Linked DNA regions of Triticum aestivum: region 1 is linked to region 2. The links are chromatin contacts, called in public Hi-C maps. All regions are on one chromosome and are shown on one strand. The core of a region is the stretch at or near the end of the contact, and the rest is flanking DNA. Distances in the headings are between cores, read along the strand shown.

Region 1 (3,969 bases), core at 544-3,043, 220 kb after region 2:
CCCCATCTTTCGGTTAGCAAAATTGCAGGGTACTATTCCAAAGTATCAAGTGATGTTCCATTTTGGAAGACTCTAATCCTTACGGAACAAACTATAATAGTTAACTAGAGCAAAACTGGAGTCTGGAACTAACAAACCAGGAAAACAGTTTTAATAACTGATCAAATATCACAATAACTGCTGGCACATCACTACAAAAATGAGGTCCTGGTAAATTTCCTAACCAAACCTGGTAGTAAATAATGCATTATGAGAAAGCACCATTGCACTAGATGGCACGAAGTAAGGCTTCATAGGTCAGTGTTATGAAGAAAATGGATGATAAGTGGCGACCCTGATGAGTGGTGGAATGGCGACCATGGATATTTTTATATGGCTACAAGTTTATGAGCCTTTCAGACACAGGCATTTGGCAACAGGTCATAACTTTCCTCTACAAAAGACACGCACCTCGTCTTTTCTAAGCAGAATAGAGCTACGATCCATCAAATATTTAATTCCACAAAATTCACCAGACGCGACATATCAACACTTTTCTCTCTTAAGCTTCTGACGAGGTAAATATAAGCACGCAAGCAAAGAACACAGAACATGGCCACAGAACATGGTGTAAATCAGGTACAGGTCCGGTGACAGTCTCGCTCAACCTCTTGCTTGAACGACTAAAAAGGCAAGCTTACACCCAGCCTTGTATGATTGAATATACTGTACATCACAAAAAATCAATGCAAATAAAAACCAACGATTCTCTAATCAGTTATATGTTTCCCAATCATCCATTGGACATTACCTCCAATCCATACCCTGTTACTGAAGAAAATAAACACACACACCCCCCACCCCCCACCCCGGTCCACATCCTTGGATCAATTTTAAATAATTCTACTATGCAAAGAAGCTGTCGAGTAATAAAGGAGCTTTGAACCAAGGTAAGAAGCTTGATGGATTCGCAAACAAACCATTGCACACATCTACCACCTCAAAATCCTCATTAGCATTAAACCAATAGACTCTAGCACGCAACATCTTACACATTCAATGGACCAATAAGCAAAGAGGAATTAAATGGTTGGTACAATACGAGCACAAAACAAGAAAACAAACTTCCCTCTTTGGTTGACCCACAAACACCCGCCCCAATCGAAAATCTACCGCCTCAATAGACCTAAATCACTAGACTCTGCTGCATATGAGGTCAGTCCTTTGCTATGCACGCGCAAACACAAAGGAACACCATTTCGACCAATCCAGGAAGCATATATATAAGAAAAGTAAGAAAGGTCAGACATCCATACATCCCAACAGGCTATGATCAAACTAAACATTTGTACAAGGGGAACGAGATGATTCATGGCCAGATCTTTGCGTATTTGGACGCATCAAAGGAGAGAATTTGTTTAAGCAAAAAGGGAGAGGCGGCACCTTTCTTTCTCTCCTGCGCCCTCCGCCGCTTGCCGGACGACTGCAGAAGGCCGCCGTCGGAGAGGTACCCGTCGCCCGCGCCTCCAGCGTCCCCGGAGGGGCAGGCTGAGGCGAGGGCGGCCAGGTTGCCCATGCTCTTGCACTTGCGCATCACGTCCTCCCTCACCGCCACCGGTGGGTTGGGGCTCGGATCCCGGTCCCTGTCCGGGGGATCCAACTGCGGCGCCGGCGCAATGGTGACGCCAAAGAGGCGCATCCCGGGCGGGCGCGAATCTTGAGGCATCCCGGCGGCCGGCTCCGACGAGTGGGGCGGTGGCGTTTTATTGGGAGATGTCGGAGGGGACGAATGGAGACACATTGGCAATTTATCGGACAAACAAAAGAAATGGAGAGTGTTTTTTTTAAATACGTATTTGCTGTTGTTTCCTGATTTGTTTTATACTACTACTAGCACCTCCTTTCCTCCTGAATTTTTTTTATCATTTTAACTTCTCTACTGTATGCTTTTGTAACCAGTTTGTTTTGAGTGGTTTGTAGGAGTGTTTTTTATGTCTTTGTACAGTCAGGTTGCTAGAATTGTTGAGTCCCGCAAATGCTTTACAAGAATTGTCTCGAGTTATAATCTTAAAATGAGCATTGGGTATTTAGAAAAATAGCGACAAGATTAAGATTATAAGCTTTTGATTTTTTTTTTGGATATGCTATAAAGATCATTGATAAAAACTACTCCCTCCGTAGTATAAAAAAAACGTCTTATATTATAAGATGAAGGGAGTGCAATATTACCAGCAAAGAAAACTACAATATCATTGTATATCTGGACCAAATACCCCATCGGTATATTTCATTTAGCCCCTCTTGCATTTTGATACTACCTCCGTCCGAAAAAGCTTGTCCCTCCTAGATACATCCATTTGAGGAACAAGTTTGAGACAAAAAATTTCGGATAAAGGGAGTAACATATTTGTTTCCATGGTCAATTTTGTCAAATGTTTTTGTGATCAACGGTCACCGAAGCTAGGCTGTTGTAAGCTTTGATTGTGGGTGTGTTGGGTAGGAAAAATGTTGCTTCGAATTAATTCCATATGAGTACTACCCGCAAATAAATTTTCCATATCCATGCTGAAGTTCTTGAATGATAGGATTTCATACTCTTCAATAATTGGACTCTTAATATATTTTTTCACCCTATCGAACCAATTGTTTATTGCAACTGCGTTTTCAATTTGAGCCATTGATCCAGGAACGAAGGTTATAAGTTATACCTTTGGATGAAATACAACAAGGAAAAAAGAACTAATATTTACTTGATATTGATTTGCATTTGGCACACATTGGCTATCCTAAGCTGGAAATCTTAAAACCGTCAAACTAGGCACGATTCATGCGTCAGAGCATCTTCCTCGTGTACTAATAGCCAACTTAAACTTACTTGTTATGTCCTACTCCCTCCGTAAAGAAACATAAGAGCGTTTGGATCGCTAAAATAGTGATCTAAACACTCTTATATTTGTTTACGGATGGAGTACTATTTTATTGCGCTTTGGGTTTGGATCTCTCAACCATTCTTTATTCTCTAACTAGATATCGATTGTGAGACGATTCCAATCGCAAGCTTGTGTTTAGCACGTATGTACATACGATGTACGGAGTGTATTTTATAAAAAACAAAGTCAACAACGGTTCTCAACTCGATATTGGCTAACAAGGACAATCAACTGGTCATGCGTTTATAGTACTGATTATAGCTGGCCAAATGGGTCGGTTTTTTCGGGCCGGCCCGTGAGCACGCCGGCACGGCCCGCCTTGGGCCAGGCACGGCACGGGCTAAACAGGCCGGGCCAGGCACGCGGCACGCCCTGGGCCGTGCCTGGGCCTGGAGGCTGGGCACGGCACGGCCCGATTACATTTTTTTATTTTTTTATACATATATATATGGCCCAACATGTAAAAATAGGCTAAAAACGCTCAGTGCGTCAAATAACAGGCTAAAATTATGCAGCCCACCGTGCTAAACGGGCCAACGTGCCGGCCCGTTTACTAACTGGGCCGTGCCTGGGCTGCAGGCCGCAACACGCGGGCCGGCACGGCACGGCCCGTATAATAATCGTGCCTTGGCGGGCCGGGTTGTGCCAGGCACGATTGGGATGGGCCGTGCCGTGCCGGGCCGGGCCGGCCCGTTTGGCCAGCTATAGTACTGATGATGTATTTTTGGGTTCATTTATCAACATTGAGATGGGGACATAAGAATTTTGAAACGTATGTGTTCAATTCCTGCATGGTAGGGAAAAAAAGGTTTTAATATATGCCTAAACATACCGAAACCCGTGGGGGCACGCACCTGCCTAAGTGTCGAGTCGTGTCGGCCACCCGATTGCCTCACAATTTGTGAAGTCGTTGGATCCCACACGAGTGCACAACAAGGTATAAGTTTTAGTTTATGGAACTTATGATTTTGTCAATCGCAGTTTTTGAAATTTACAATTCTGTGTGTCACTCATACCAAATTTCAGTAGTTGAAACTTAATGAAGTTTTAAAATTTTGTC
Region 2 (3,606 bases), core at 569-3,068:
AACAATAATATGACAGACACACTACTGAAAAACCCACGAGACCATGTGGGGCATTTATTACATGTAAACTGGAAAGAAATGTAAACCCAACTGAAGCAGAATAGGCGTGTCACATTGTAAGCTTATCACCTGTCAGTAAACCAAACCATGACAAGAGAAAAACCTCACCAGAGCCTTAGGAAGCAACCTATGCTTCAGTTCTAGAAAATGTGTAGGATGAAGAATTTAGTGTGATCTAAAATAAAGGCATTTTTAGGCCCCTGGACTATCTACTTAGTTGTCCAAACACAATCACCGATATGAATCATATTTGTTACCAGGGGGAGGAAAGGAGGTTGCAAGTTTTGAGGGTGATTCAAAACAACACATAAAGTGGTAAAAAAATATGAGACAGGACACACCAAACACAAATGTTTGACTAACAGCAAGTTACAATGGGAAGGTCCTGAACTCAGAGCAAAAAGTTATGACAAGCTAACTTCTAAGGATAAAAACTATTGTATCATTGACTAGGTACGCACACTAGTGGTTAACATCCACCACCAACCACTCTTTCCTTGTCTGCATTGCAATCAAATTACCACAAACATACACCGATGATCTTCAAAACTCAAAAAACAATGCCCATGACCACTATGGTCCCAAAAGGAACACATCAAGAAAATATCTTCTGCAAACACCTCAGTATCTACTATGGTGAAGTTCTGACTGGGCACATGGATAGTGCTATTACTTGTTCGTGGTTCCACAAGGAACCAAATAACTACTTGCTCCTTGATTTTAAAGGTGACGATTAGGGTTGGTTTCAGTGTTACAAAGATATACACTGAAAAAGTAAGGCTTGAAACTAGATTATGTCCCTCTTGAACAGGCAAGAGGAAAACCGATCTATTACCTAGCTATTGGGGGTGGGGGGGCATCACGACTTGGCACTTAATTAATACTTTCCTGTTGAGCATGCAGATTTGTTTGCAAGTGTTTACCAATTCTTGAGAAAAAGATGCCAACACATTTTCATGTTGGCCTTTAACAAAACAAACAACAGATGTGTTCTGCTAAGTTATCGGTTCATTATATTAGAGTATTAATCAATTCACGCCCACTTGCTTAGACACAAGTAATACATGGAAATAATTTACCCTCAAAGCCACATGGTATGCAGATACACAGTAACATTACACTTAACACACATGCGTACGACCACAGAGGGATTGGTAAGGCTAAATTCTATCAATTTGAACAAGAAATCGGTGTAGGAACTTACGATGATACGACCCTCGATCCGCATATCCTTCTGCTCGAAAAGCCAGATCTGGATGCGCGCTTTCTGCACCAAAATTAGAACCATATTAGCTCAAGCCAACCGTCCGCAACCCTAAAACGTAAGGCGGAAAAAAGTGGACGAATTGTTATTTCTCCTCAGCCAACACTTACGCTCTGGAGGAACCGAAAGATGAGGTTCTGCCGTCGCGCACCAAGGATTCGCCAACCATCGCAGCAGCGGGAAACAAAAGCGCCAAAACGTTAGGAAACAGATGCAAAAAGAGGAGGAGAGCATATGCACAGGAGGGGATAGGGGAGCGTACGATGGGCTGGGTCATGATACGCTGGACTTTGGTGGACGCCATGGCTGCTGCTGCGGCGTGAGCTCCTCCTCCGACTGGAAGTGTCTAGAAGCTTCTGGACGGAACCGCGTGTGGGCAGGCGGAGCGCGGAGGTAAAAAAACCCTAGATACGCCGCGGGGGAAGAGGGAGACGGCAGGGTTTTGTTTTCGCACGGCGCGCGAGAAGAGGCGGCAGCGGGGGTGCCTCAAGATTGGTGCAAGGCTTCCGACGAAGGGTCCGGATCAGAGGATCTGTTTGGGCTAGGCCGCCCCGCGCTGGGCTGGGCTCGCTATCTTGGCGGCGATTTCATTAAGGCCTTTCCATTCCCTGAAAAAAACAATTTAGGCCTTTCCAAGAACATGTCCCGTTGTACGCTAAAAGTTTCAAAAACTTTGGTACTATGCTGCCAAAATGAAAAGTCTAGTAATATATCACAAAAATCATCAAAAAAAATATTTTTTTTGTAGAAAGGCCAAAGGCCGTATATTAAATAGCACATACCCTAACAAAAACTCTTACAGAAATTGAAAAATACATTCAAATCCTTGGGATGCCGTAGTCTTCTTCCTTGCCGTGAGCAAAACTCGTTTGCGCCTATGGGTCTCCACCTCGGCAGAACAAACTTGTTTAAATCTAGGAGCTTGTAGATGTAGCGGTCGAAAAGTCGTTGATGTAGACCAGAAATTGCCGGCGACACTAGTCGTAACAAATCGTTAGAAAATAATAGATACTTTTCCATAATAAAAAGGAAACTACTACTCGAATATCCATTTCTGAGCCCATGCACATTTACACCCGGTCAAGAAAAAATTCAAACAAATTAAAAAAATCCATTTTTTGCATGATAGATAATTTGGTGCTTGAGACACGCTCCAAATTCCAGACAATTTGGACATACGAGTAGTGCTCAGCAAAAAAGGCAATTTGTGTCAGAACAGTACATGAAATATAATATTTTTACATACCCCAAATTTGTCTTTTTGCCAAAAGCTACCCAGATATCCAAATGATCTGAAAGTTGGAGTGCACATCACGCACCAAATTATCTACCATGCAAAAGAATTAGATTTTTATTTTATTTTTCTAGTGTCTTTTGATATTTTTTTCTTCATCGGGGGTGCAGATGAGACTGGGCACCAAATTGCTGCTCTCAACTACAACTCATGTATTCTTATTTCATTTATTTATTTTGGGTGTGGAAAGCACTTCTACTCATGTATATGATGGCGGAAGAAGATGGCGGCTGATTTTAGAGTGTGCTCATTCGGTGCGCGTAGAGGGTCTGCTAGATTGGTTTGTGCTCTGTTGCCGGATTAGATGATGTGTGTTGATGCGAGGTCAGAGCACATCATCAAGTTTGTAGGGGTAGCGACCCTAGTTGCCATGCAAGTACCTTTTGGGTTAATCCATGCACTTATTTTGTCGGGGCCTGTTGAATAATATAACAATAATAATTGTGTGCATCCCTTGTTGCAGAGGCCGGACCTTTTCGAAAAAAAGATAACACAAATTATGTTTAAAAGTTCACCCGGTTCCTCAAACAAGCCATGAAGGCGTGAGATGGTTTCATTAGCATTTCGACCACGACTAAAGTTGTCTTTGACAATTGACATACATTTTGATCAAATAATTGCTGGCGTGAATCATCTCAATTGAGCAAAGGGTTGGAGTCGAAGACAAGTTTAGAGGCAAATGCAATGGCATCGTACATGTAGTTGCTTGACCTGTCTCCATGCAATACTGCGATGTGAAAATCGTTTGGGGACGGCACAGCAGCTGTCTCTACCGTCATATACATGCTGGATGCTGCATGCCTATACCGGTACCGACGCCGCTCGTTCCAGTGAAGAATAGCTTTCGACCTTTCAAAAACCCTGCCTTTTCGTGGTACAACGTGTGCTTCCCAACTCCCAACTTTCTCGCAAAAAAGGTATGAAAAGTTGTAATCTATTTAACCGAGCTTTTACAGCTCGCTTACAGAAGAAGCCGCATATATACATG

Evidence for each region. Hi-C and Micro-C count contacts between places; a contact is called where the count stands out from the background.
Region 1: a Hi-C map of leaf shows a contact between it and region 2, with 5 times the contacts expected there. The contact joins the promoter of LOC123160772 here to the promoter of LOC123157702 in region 2. A contact is called at or near these places in 3 of 5 Hi-C or Micro-C datasets (leaf and an unstated tissue) and 1 of 1 datasets of contacts at active chromatin or transcription factors (leaf).

Annotation. Positions count from the first base shown.
Region 1 is chr7B:379,477,063-379,481,031 of IWGSC CS RefSeq v2.1, forward strand. LOC123160772 (transcription factor MYBS3) reads right to left here and starts at 1,794. Exons shown (of 5, transcript XM_044578605.1): 1 at 1,423-1,794. The coding sequence starts at 1,780.
Region 2 is chr7B:379,259,548-379,263,153 of IWGSC CS RefSeq v2.1, forward strand. It overlaps LOC123157702 (small nuclear ribonucleoprotein E), which reads right to left and starts at 1,819. Exons shown (of 6, transcript XM_044575938.1): 1 at 1,587-1,819; 2 at 1,435-1,461; 3 at 1,265-1,327. The coding sequence starts at 1,628.